Regions from separate parts of the Rattus norvegicus genome. Here region 1 is linked to region 2. A link is a contact called in public Hi-C data. All regions are on one chromosome and are shown on one strand. Each heading gives the region's core, a stretch centred on a gene start, on an enhancer-like site or on the middle of the called end of the contact. The rest is flanking DNA. Distances are from core to core; before and after follow the strand shown. Region 1 has its middle 10 kb from the start of Mrpl33. Region 2 has its middle 48 kb from the start of Plb1.

The links. A called contact is a pair of places that touch in the nucleus more often than the background predicts.
Region 1: a contact with region 2 is called in a Hi-C map of Schwann cells, with 4 times the contacts expected there. The contact joins two enhancer-like sites. A contact is called at or near these places in 11 of 12 Hi-C or Micro-C datasets (the A7r5 cell line, the Rat2 cell line, Schwann cells and 7 more).

Annotation. Positions count from the first base shown.
Region 1 is chr6:30,561,326-30,567,644 of GRCr8, forward strand. No RefSeq gene overlaps it. Among named protein-coding and RNA genes, the nearest start is that of Mrpl33, 10 kb to the left of the region's middle. Within about 2 kb of position 4,081, at least 24 of the 93 cell types and tissues checked have an H3K27ac peak or open chromatin away from gene starts, as enhancers often do. A contact at or near this core is called in the A7r5 cell line and Schwann cells, where this site is marked.
Region 2 is chr6:29,974,900-29,981,265 of GRCr8, forward strand. It overlaps the pseudogene Pym1-ps2. Among named protein-coding and RNA genes, the nearest start is that of Plb1, 48 kb to the left of the region's middle. Within about 2 kb of position 4,357, at least 8 of the 93 cell types and tissues checked have an H3K27ac peak or open chromatin away from gene starts, as enhancers often do. A contact at or near this core is called in the A7r5 cell line and Schwann cells, where this site is marked.

The DNA.
Region 1 (6,319 bases), core at 2,831-5,330, 590 kb after region 2:
CCGACCCTGTCTCTGTAGCTTCTCCACGGAATTTGAAGATAGTTCCTGCCTGGTATGCAGCCCATAGGAATAGGGAGTGAATCCCACGCTGAAAAAGTGACTTAATTGCCTGGTATTCAACTTCTCTACTACAGACCCCTTATGATCAGCCTTGGGAGTTGGGGGTGCGGTGTTGAGAAAGAGGGCTAATTAACTTCTTGCTTTGGAAGAACAGGGGCAGGCTGACACACTCCTGCTAACTCTTGAGTCTTTTAAAGCCACTTTCAAGTGTGTCTATGTTTCTTTTTGTTGACTTAGAGAGACAAGCAGTTGTCATGTTCACAAGAATGACCTAAGTGGAGCTTCTGTGGTTTGAGATTCTGCCTGCCTGCTTTTTTGCCCTGTTTTGCCTGCAAGGCAAGAGCATGTTCTCCTAGCCAGGAGATTGTGGTTAGTTTCCTGGCCTCCGCCCCACATGGGGACACACCTGCACCCCTGAGGGAGGGAGAGGGAGCCTGTGGAGGGTCTATGAGGCCAGAACTGAGTCACTCGGCTGGATGTGAGTCAAAAGACATTAGAACAGCACTTTGGCACTTTGAGAACCCACACAAAAATCCTCTTGCATGTGACAAGCCAGCCTATCTTCAAACTAAACCAGGGAAAAGGGATTACAATTTGATGTCTCCACTCTCCAGCCCTGGAGTTTGTTCTTCGTGTGGAATTAACACAAAAGGAACCTTAACAACCATCCTGATGGCGGTGGAGATACCCTAAAGAAACATGCGCGCCCCTCCCGGTGCCCACGAAACTATTGAAACAATGGACCCCCCCAAGTTAGAATTTCCCCAGGAATCTCAATCTGAAAGAAGGAAAGAGCTGAAGCTTCGTGCCAGCCAAAGGGGACTTATCTCCAGGAAAGAGGTCTCACGGAGTTCTCCCAACTTGTCAGCCACCTTGCAGGATAAAATGGAGCTTCGAAAATGATGGTGAGAGGGAGCATGCGCAGACAAGGAGGCGGTTCAGCCCGAGAGCCTCTTCAATGGAGCATTTAAACCTAAACCTCAGGTCAGGGCCTAAGACAGCTGTGGACACTGCACGGGGCCTCCGTTACTCTTCTGTTATTCTTCCCAGTGTGGCCACCGTTAAATAATCTTTTTGTTTTCCTTTTCACTGAAACTTGTCTAAGTCTCCACTGGGGACAAGTAGATGAGCCTAGCTCCCTAATGGCTGCCAGGGCCCAGGCTCTGACCCTAACAACCAGGGAGATGAAGGCCGGCACCTGAGAATACTACATCTATGTTCTGCCGTGCACAAGATGGTGAAAGTTCAGAAAACCACACTGGAGGCCATTCAGTGGCTTAAGGTTTTCTATCCAAAGTACTTTCCTGTCTTGGAAAATTATTCGGAATGTAACGTGAATGAATCTTCTTTTCTTCCTATATGAAGGTTACCTTCATGTAACAAGTCCAGAAATAAGCTAGCCAGCCATGGTGGCATTAGCCTATAATCCTAGGATTTGGGAAGTAGAGGCCAGAAGACTAGGAGCTCTAGAGAATCCTTGGCTAATTAACACGTTCAAGACCAGCCTGGGCTACCTGAGACCCTGTCTCTAACAATAACAACAATAACAATAACAAACAAGGGTGGGAAGACGGCTCAATGGTAAAGCACTTGCCACTCAATCATGGGGATCTCAGTTTAATCCCTGGAACTCGGCTAAAGGTGGGAGAAGAATGACATGACAGTATTGTCCTGTGACCTCAACACATGCACTGTGGCACATGAGCCGTCCCCCTCCACACGCACACAGTCACACACAGACACACATGCTCACACACATATATCATGCACACACATTATTCAGAAGTAATAAATGTTAACTCTCAATGCCTTAAAAGCAACAAAGCATTCTGTAGAGGTAGCCATTTTTCTGACAGAAGTCTCCTCTAGCCACTACACCAGCCCACCTCAGTGCAGACAAGAGCTTCCTGCCTCTTGCGTAAATTAAATTTTCTGGTTAGATTTCTTTCCTCGTTCCACCCCGATCATCACCTCAACCCAGTCACAGAAAATGACAAGCTCACTCACTTGGAGCTGGGGAGGGGCTGCATGGGGAAGAAAAGCTGTAACTGCTTCTGCCTTGGGGCTTTGGTCCCTGTGTCAGTTCTTTAAGTGCTGAATCTCAGAAGCAAGAACAGGGCAAAGGAAGCCAGTCTGCCTCAGGCTTCACCTATGCAAAAGGACGTCCCCACCCATCTCATCTCCACAGTGCAAGCAGGCGCCCTTCACAACAGCCCTAATTCCCAGCTGCAGGTAGGAAGTAGTGCTCTTCTAGACTGATACCCTCCGAAGGACCCTGCAACATCTCATGCAAGTGTTGTCTATTTCCATCTGCCCTGGCTAGTTTTATGACAACCTGACACAAGCTAGAGTCATCTGAAAGGAGGGAACCTCAACTGAGAAAAGGCCCACGTGAGATCCGGCTGTAGGGCCTTTTTCTTAATTGATTGACGGAGGAGAGCCGAGCCCTTAGTGGGTGGTGCTATCCCTGGGTTTTATAGGAAAGCAGGCTGAGCAAGTCATAAGTGAGTAAGCCAGGAAGCAGCACTCCTCCATGGCCCCTGCATCAGCTCCTGCCCTCTTCAAGTTCCCGTCCTGACTTCCTCTGACGATGAGCTGTGATATAGGAGCAGAAGCCGAATAAGCCCTCTCCTCCCCGAGCTGTTTTGGTCTTGGTGTTTCATCCCAGCAGTGGTAACCTTAACTAAGACACCATCTTTTTGGAGGAAGCAGCTTTGAAAGATGGCTTAACTGTAATCTGGTATACAGTTAGAAGGGGAAACCGGGTCCTCCTTCAACTAGGGATCTGAAACAAAAGGAGGCACAGCCTTTGGTAAGAGAAGTGAGCTCCTTCTCCAGCCGGAGACAAAGCCTTTCCGGAGATGCCTTCTGTGACTTGCGACAAACTCGACAAATGCGCCAGTTTATCTGGTGTTTGGTGAACTACATGGTCACCTCAGTGTAGTCTGCAGTCCCCAGAGTCACTCATTAGCTCCAGACTTAAAGGTTAACGAGAGAAAACATCTTTAAGTCGGTTGATGGCTAATGCAAAAAGGCCCCCAACCTGCTCCACTGCACTAACACCGTAATTGCGCTATTTCGGGCTGTCCAGATGATTACATTTGATTGCATGCTACTGTATATGAACAAATGTATAATCATAAAATGTGCACCTAAATTACAAGCTACCTTGCTCAAGGCTTCTTTCTAAATTTAGGTATTCGATGCCACGGAGAAAAACGAGCCAATCAATTATCAACCAAATTAATCATCTCCAAATGAGCTGATCTGGGGAAAGATTTAGAAATGAATTTTCCCACACAGAACAGAATTCTATATGTTGTATTCAACATATATGTCCCACGTGCTGGTGAGATGGCTCAGGGGGTAAGGCGCTTACTGCTCTCGCTCAAGGAGCTGTGTCTGAATGTCCATTAATTACAACAACAACAATAGTAATAGTAATTCTAGGCATGGTGGCACACATCTGGATTCCTAGCACTGGGCATGGGAAGATACATTTAGACCCTGGAAACTTACTGGTCAGCCAAATTCTGTGTACCACCACAGCTGGTTTTGTAATTTATTTTCTTATCAGTGGAAGTCAGAAGAGCATTATGAAATTAATTCTCTCCTTCTGCCTTTAACTGGGCCCCAGGGATTGAACTTAAGTTGCTAGACTCTTGTGACAAGTGCCCTTTACCCACTTGTCAGGCATATATGTATATATGTATGTACACACACACACACACACACACACACACACACACACCTGAGACACACAGGGCTGAGGCATCACCCCATCTCTCTCTCTGTGTGTGTGTGTGTGTGTGTGTGTGTGTGTGTGTGTGTGTGTGTGTGTGTGAGATTGAGTTACTGCGCTCAAGCTATCTAGGTTCTTTGGAGAAAGGAAAATGCCTCATAGCTCGTTTCTAATGGCTAGATGTGGCCTTAAATAGAAAGTGCATTCCCCAGGGTGTGTTTTGAGGCCTTTGGCACTACAGAAGAAAAGTTTGGATCTGACACATTCTGAAACCTCTGGCTGGGTCCATTTCCTCCTGGAAGAACTCATGGGAAACATGGTCTAGTGGGAGGAAGCCCTCCAATCAGACTGTCCCCTTCTGAAGGCCCCACTGTGTGTGTTCCCAGCAGACGTGGCTCCAAGTTGATGAAGTCAGTGAATGAACGTAGGTGAATCCTGACGAAGTGTCATCTAAAATTTTGGAGGATCAGAGGGTGAGCCCCATTTCAGTAATAAAGATGGAGAGGAGCAGAAGCTGAAACCTTTCAGAGAGCAGAGTCTTACAGCTGCAGCCCAGAGCAGCCCAACCCTGCTGGCCCTGCCTCTGTCCTCAAAGAATAACACCAGCTTTGCTTGGCCTGTTGCATCAGCTGCTACACTCTGCCCTTCCCTTCCCCACCCCAGGAAGTGGTAAGGAGAGTTAAGTAACAGCCTGTGAGGCAACCACTCAGGGCAGCTGGAAATCTGGGGGAGGCTGTCTCTCTCCTTCCAGCCAGGCTCCACCCAACAGTCTCTCCTTAAATTCAAATCCATGGGGGAAAAAAGTGCTCAACTGCCAGAGTCCTCCCCACTCTCCCGACACTGCTTTATCCCCAGTACCCACAACGTAAAAGGAGAAATAGGCCCCTGCAAGTTGTCCTCTAGCCTCCACATGTAGGCCTATGGTTTTTAGGGGTGATGTGCACGTGCACGCGCGTGCATGTGTGCTAAATAAACAAATAAATGTTAAAAAGTATTTTAAAAGACTTTTTTTGGACTAAAGAGATGGCTCAGTAGTTAACAGTACCTACTGCTCTTGCAAGACCCAGGTTTGGTTTCCAACACCCACATCACGTAGCTCACAACTCCAGTTCTGGAAGAGGCCGGAAGGGGGCATCAGCTCTCCTAGAGCTAGCGTTACAGACAGTTGTTAGCTGCCCTGTGGGCGCTCAGAATTGAACACAGGTCCTCTAGAACAGCAGTCAGTGAGTGCACTTAACCGCTGAGCCATCACCCCAGCCCCATGTAACCCTGGCTGCCCTGGATCTCAGAGAGCCCCGTCTCTGCCTCCCCAGTGCTGGGACTAAAGGTGTGTGCCACCTCTTCCCCACGACTTTTTCTTTTTTTTTCTTTTCTTTTTTTTTTTTTTTTTTGGTTCTTTTTTTTCAGAGCTGGGGACCGAACCCAGGGCCTTGCGCTTCCTAGGTAAGCGCTCTACCACTGAGCTAAATCCCCAGCCCCGACTTTTTCTTAATTAAAAGAAAAAGGACCTAGGACAATATACTTGCCTCAAAGGCTATATTAGCTATCATTACGTGCAAATTCTCTATTTTTAAATTACTATTGTTGCTGTTGTTACCACGAAGATGCTTGCTGACATAGGGCCTCACTCTGTAAACAGGACCAGCCCTGATCACGCGGTGATCCTCCTGCCTCGGCCTATTAAGTGCAGGGGTTACGGGTTTTCCCTACCATAACCAGATCATGTCTTTTACTAATAGATGTTGCTGTTAGATTCTAGCAGGCTTGAAAGTCGAGGATGGACCCCCTCCCTCATAATCAGCATCTTGTAGAGTCAGGAACCCACACTGCAGAACTTTGATTACAGGTTAGAACAGGCCTGGGTGGAGCCATGACATTCTGAAACTGTCCACGAGATCATAGGATTACTATCTAGTTAGAGGTTTTCTGGTAAAGAGCAAAGACATACTAATTGTCCCTTCAGAGTTAATGCAAATGGCCCTGTCCATCACCTAGATAAGGAAATGCCCTTTGGGAAGCTGGCTGTTCCAGAAACTTTAAGAAAGACCACAAAACCAACCTAAAATGTAGGTTGAAAGAATGATCTCTCTGGCCACTGTCACCCCCTCAGATTGTTTCCCTCAGCAGTGCTCTCTCTGCCCCCTCTCGCCTTCCCCGTGCTAGATTCTAGCTTCTAGATTGAACTTTGTGCTGCTTGACTGATGATCTTTGGTTGTGCTTGTGGACATGCTCGTGCTTGTCTAGAGGACTAGCGGGGACTAGAGGACAGCTCTATGGAATCATTTCTCTCTGTGTTTATAGGGATTCCAGAGATTGAACTTACACTGCCAGACTCATGCTACAAGCAGATTCACCCGCTGGGCTGTTTCCCCACTAGCCCATTTCTGAGTTCTTCCTATGTAGATCACCAGGCCCAGGGAGCTGAGGGGATCCCAGAGTGAGATCTGAGTTACAGTCCTAGCTGGTGCTCTGTGGAAGGGTGGCCAGTTGCCCTGGGTCTCGTGCTCCTGAGAAATG
Region 2 (6,366 bases), core at 3,107-5,606:
ACTTAATGACTGCACTCTCTTGCCTCAGCACTCTGCGTGTCCTAGCCAGGATCAGAGTGACCTTGTTTTCTGACTCAAGGGCTTCTTGGGCCACAGGATGACTGGGAGGTGTTTAGGAGTTGCACCTCTGGTGGCCTGAAGTTACCACACCTTCCTGCCTGAGGGTCTTCAGATCCAGAGGGCTGGTGGGAATGTGTGCTGGCAGATGGGTGTTGTTGGGGGTTCCTTCCCTGGAATGGCATCTTCAAGAGGGCAGGCATCTTGGATTGCACTGACTCCTATTGCCACATAGGTAGAATAGTGCACAGCACCCAGCAGATGGTTCTGGAATGAGTAAGGAACAACACATGCCAGCCGTGCGTGTTTCCATTCCTGGCTAAGTGCCCTGTGGTATGTATGCAAACTGCACTAGTAGATCCCCTCCCACTGGCAGAGCCCTCTGTGAGCTGTTTGTACTTGCCTCAGCTCCTTCGATCCTCATGACAAGTCCATGAGATAAGCGTCATTAGGTCCCATTATCCCCAATTCACAGATGAGATAACTGAGGCACAAAGGGTTCGAACTGCCCAGGGCCACATTGCAGGTGAATGGCAGAGGCCGAGCTCAACCCCAAGCTCTCTCTCCAGACTCAATGCTTACAGGCACTTGTGTGAGGCTGGCTATGCAAAGCTCAAGGATGAGTGTGAGAGTGAGTGTGGGCAGGAAGACTCGTGTCGAGCCAAGGCACTGAGGAAGGGGCAGGTGGGCAGGAAGAAAACAGAGCCACCTGCTATGGTGTGAGGTTCTGGGCTGCTCTGGTGAGCAAAGACCAGGAAGAAGGTCCTCGAAAGGGGCCCCTGGTGACCCCAGCAGGGGAGCATCTGCAGGAAGTGCATGGCCTCATATATGACTGCCACTCTCAGGCCCAGACATGCCTAGCTCCTTGCAGGTTCCTCACGGGGCACAGATGCCAAAGACGTGGGCAAACAGGTTTGAGGAACACAAAACCAACCCGAAGCTTTCTCCTCTCTCTTGGACAAGGCACCAGGCTTGAGCCATCTCCCCTAGGCTGCAAGAATTCTTTCTAAATGGTGTCTGTCCCCCTCTTGTCTTTGCTAAAGTCACTTACAAGCCTCTGGATCAAACCTACATACACACAATGTTCAAGCCACACAGACTCTGCCCTCCCCTACCCCTGGAAGCCCATGGTAATCTATTTCTATCATTCCCCAACTCCCACCTCTGCCTTCTGAGATCCATATGGGGGCCTTCTGAGTTCTGTCCTGCCATTTCCTGTTTCCTCTTCCTGAGGCACCTTCATACTCTGCTCACTGTCTGAGGTGGTCCCTCTACCCTGGCTCTGGTCACTAGCACCTTCCCTGTGATTGGCAGCTTCACAGGGTGGACCTCAAGGCCCTGTACCTGTACCAGACCTCACTTGGTTTTAGGGGTATCACAGCTGCTGGTCATCCTGGACCAATTCCCATCAGAGATCCCTGATCCTGCCAGAAGCCAGAGGTTGATGGGGATGGAGGCTTCGAGGAGGAAATGGAGGGCGGAGTGTGCAACAGAGGCATGGAAGGATGCTCGCCCACACCTGCTGGACACTCAGCAGGGAAAAGGTCACCTCAGTTAGCATCAGGACACGGCTAGTGGACAGGAGGACCACTTCAAAGGCTGACACCAAAATGGTCTTGTCTCAGCGACAGTGAGCTTTCCCTTGTCTACTCCCTGCCCTGGCAAGGTCCTAAATTGCCAGAGGAGGGATATCTGGACCATTCACAGGCCAGAATGCTGAGTTTGCTGTTCACGCCACATGACTGAGCCCCAGAAGCACCCTCCCAGCCCATGTAAAGACCAGACCCCTCGTTCCTGCTTCATTGACAGCTCTGGGTGCACCTTATCCTGTCTGAACCCCTGGAAATGGGCTCCCAGAGCAACACCAGATTGCCGACTGCTCCTAAGAGAGACTAATAGTCAATCATTGACCACATTAGCCAATGACTCCTTACTCTTTCCTGCTAAGCACTTACATGTTATCTTGGTGTCTTCACCAGGCTGTTTCCTGAGAGGGTTCTGGAGGTTACAGCGAGATGGTTCTAAGCTTAGATAGAATGACCACATGACTTACCCAGCCTGGAATAGTCCCATCTTGTGTCTGCCATCCCAGAGTCATTACTGACATGCTCGGTGTCCTAATCTGATTCTACATTGGGTGACCCTCTCATGGGCCCTGCTCAGAGAGAACACAGTGTGATGTTCCCTAGAGGAGCAACGGGGCCAAAAGAGTCAGACACCAGAGGGCACCAGTGAGCTGTGTTTGTCTGGCTTGTCTCTGGCAGGGCCCAGGTCCTGCGGGAGGGTAGGTGGAGACCAGCTGAGGAAGTGCCCAGCCAGCTTCCTGACAGAGCTCCAGTTCAGGCCTGCTGCAACCCAACTGGGTCCACCTCTTCCATCTGCCCTGAAGAGAGAACCCAACTAGGCATGAGAGTCCAGGAGGGAAGGGAGACACTAGTCCCAGTCCATCCAGCCTGGCCAGCCTCCTGTCAGACCCACCTTGGGCTCCACAGTAGGCTTAGAACACTCTGACTTAGATGGAATTGGATGCAGCTGTATTTCTGTTATTTCTGTGTGACCTCAGGCGCATTATTAACCCCTCTAAGCGCAGTTGACTCTCTTAACAAGAGTGTCTCCTTCCTTAGGCTGGCGTGAGCTCGTGCTCTAAAGAACAAGAAGCCTGTGGCTCCGTTCCTGGCACCGAGATGAATATTTTTGGCAAAGAAGCAGGCAGCTGTATGACAGAAGTCACCTCAGTGTCAGACAGAGCCTCGTTCAGATGGACAGACACCTATGCATAAGGTAGAGAACAGACAGACACCTGTTTGTCCAATATGGTTCCAGATGGCACAACTATTAATAACACCCTCTTCCCTCTTGTGGTGTCCCAGTTTGAGGATCAACTCCATAGTGCTACCTACAAGGCATCAACTATGTGCCAGGGTTGGTGACAGGCATGGGGGATGAGGAGGGAGATGGTGTCCCAACTGCCAGATCTCACTGCTCCTCGAGGACACAGACCAGGAAATGAATCGGGAAGGTGGGGTTGGCCATACTGCTGGAAGTCCCCACAAGAACCTGCCAAGAGACATCTTAGGATAGATGGACCTGTCTTGGTTTATTCAGAATCGTAGTATTTTAGTATTTTTCCAGCTGTAGAAGCTACATAAAAAGAATCACTATGTAGCTCATGGCAATCCTCCTGCCTTGGGTTCCCAAGCACTGGGGATTTTTTTTTAATTACATGTATTTATTTGTCTCTGTGTATGCTGGACAAACAGGCGTGCGTTCTCTACTTTGTTATAGGGGTGCAGCTACGGGTGCAGGTCAGAAGGGGACAACTTGTAGGAGCTGGTTCTCTCCTCCTACCCTGTGGGTCTCTTGGTCAGATTCAGGTGGTCAAGCTTCATGGTAACTGCCATTTTAGGCTGAGCCATCTGGTCAACCAGCACTGGGATTATTACAGGCATGGGCCATGTCCAACTAGAAGTGGTGCTAATCCATTTTCTGCAACACACACATACACACACACACACACACACACACACACACACACACGTTAAAAGAATTACTTTCTTATAGACATCTTTTTCCCCCTTTGGTCATGGTTTCTGTCCTCTTGGAAAGTGCAGGAACATGGTTGTGGTCCAGGGCCACACTCTGAGAGGAGCTACCTCTTTGCTCCACACTAAGGCCAGAAACACCTCATGACATTGAGGGGGAAGAATGGGGGAAGGGAGAAAATGATGGACGAGGTTATAGTGTGCTCTGAACTAGCCAGGATCCTCCTGGGCATCTGAATTGTTTTACAGGAGGACAGTGCCCTGATCCAAGGTCTAGAGACAGTCACATGCCGATCCTAGAACCAGGGATGCTTGCGAGGTGCAGGCATCTCAGGGCCAAATCCCTTACCAGCATCCCACAGTGGACTCTCCCAAGCCCCTGCCTTGTCTGGACGCTTCCTTGGTCCTTCTGAGCTAGGTCCTCTCTGAGTCCTGCTCAGCTAACTTGAGGGCACCCACTGCTGGGCAGCAAAGTCTCCTTGTCCATCCACCAATGTCACTGGGGAACTTTGTCCTGCTTCTCAGCAGAGCATGTCCTGACCCCATCCCACAATATCCTGGGTGACTGCATGAAAACCCCAGAGCTCCCCAGCACTGGAGGAGGTTTGCCTTATTTAGACATGGTGCCCTGGAGGAAGGAGAAAGGGAAGGAGGGGGAGGGGATGACAAGTAGATAGGCACGACGGAGAAGGAAGGAGGCTGGAGGATTCTGGGAACCAAGGGTCATGATGACATCATCACAGGAGGGTTTTGCTGGGGTCAGTGGGTGGGGGCGGGGTCCAGTGGCTGGGGCCCGTGGTGACTCATTTATAGGAATGGGCTTTGTGTCTGCAGCAGTCATTTATTTAGTAAGCCATTAATTGTTTCAACACTCGTTTATTGAGTTGTTATTATGCTTCAGGCCCAGGACCAGGCTTCAGAAGACAGATCACTGCCAGGGCCAGGAGGAAGCTCACGGCCCAAAGGGGAAAGATGAGGCCACTGCTATGTGTGGGTGTGTACAGGATTCGGAAGGACCTGAGACAGGCATTCTAGTGTGTGGCAGACAGAGGCAACAGGAGGTAGTGGCCAAGAAAGACTCCAGCGGGAGGGAAGGTAGGGAACGGGGGAGGCCTAGGGTATAAATATAGGTGGAGGGGGAGAGGGAGGAGGACGGAAGGAGAGGTGAGCAGGAGGAGGAAGAGGAAGAGTACATACTGGAAGGCTGGAAGGAGGGCTCAGGAGGCGTAGGGAACTGACAGGCACCTGAGACATGGTGACAATGTGACAGGGGCTCCTGCTGCCAAGCTGCTGGCCTGAGTTTGATCCCTAGGAAAGAGAGTCCACCCCGATAAGTGGAAAGGGTAAGCCTTAATGGAGGGCAGAGTTTGCCAGACCCCACAGTCAACAGCAGTGGAGTCAGAGCGACTGTAGCTTGTGGCCACCTGGAAACCCCCTCCTGCCACACCTGAGGATCCCCTGCTTGATGTCTGCACCCAGCTCCTGAGCTGTCATTGCTAGTACCATGGTCCTTAATAGCAGGCAAGTCCAAGTCACTCATTCCTGGCCAGCGTCAGTTCTCAAGAGAGTCATCTGACTCCAGGGCTCCTGGCTCCCAAATGGAAGCCTGCCTGCTTCTGTGTAGAGCCTGCCATCTTTGTCAGTCTTCCACATATCTGGGGAGATCACTGGGCTTCCCTTCTAACAGTCAGACCACAGGAGGCCATAGACTCCAGGAGGGACTTTCAGCCTTGAGATTCTTTTCTTCGAACAGGAGACCAGGCGTGAACCTTCCCACAGGCCCTGGGTGTTATGGTGGCTTCTGCAGGGGCTTCCCCAGACCCTGTTCCTCCAGAAGCACGAAGCCACCCCCCACCTGGCCTGGGTCACCATCACTGCCCATTTCTTCCAGTCACTGAAGTCCCAAACATATTTGTGCTTTCCCTGCTGTCATTAATTCGAGTCTATTTCAAGGGAAACGAGGTAGTCTGCCTGCTTCTGATTCATGCCCATTGAGCTCATCAAAACCAGAACAATTTGGTAATAGCTGTTGGGTTTACTGGACGCCCTCTGGGATCTGTGAAGAAAAAAAAAATCTCTGTTCCTCGGAAACAGGAAGTTTCAACAGAAGGAAGGACAGTTGCAAAAATCAACATTTGAATTGTCTCTGCCTGTTGGAGAGGCGTGTTCAGTGTTCCAATCTGCTAGCCGGCAGACAATCCACACCTATGTGTGTAGGGACTGGGAGCAAGGGGATTTTAAAAGAAGAGCTTCTGTTTGGGGAGAGTTGCAGTATTTCCCAGAATGCCATCCTGAGTGCAGAGGGGAGGGGCTGGGGGTTGGGGGGTTGGGGACTGGGGGCTGGGGACTGGGGACCTGGGAAACTGGTTGCAAATTCACACAACAGAAATTTACTTTATTGAAATTCTGGAGGCTGGCTGACTTTCCCTTTGTCTTCCCCTGGTTGTTCCCCTGTGTCTAAACCACAAGCTATATGCGATAGCTCACTCCTGTAATCACAGCACTGGGGAGGCAAAAGTCAAACACCGAACGTCTGAGCCAGCCTGGGCTACATATAGCAAGCTCCAGGTTAGTCTGGGTTACACAGTGAGAGTTCATTTCAAAAAAAAAACCAACAATACAATAAAAGCGTATTGGTCACATTGGAGTAGGGCTTATGACCTCATGGTAATTATCTCTTTGAAGGTCTTTTCTCAGCTAGGCACAGGCCTGTGATCCCAGCACTCAGGTTGATAGATGTTTAGGGCCTTCTTCAGTTATACATTGA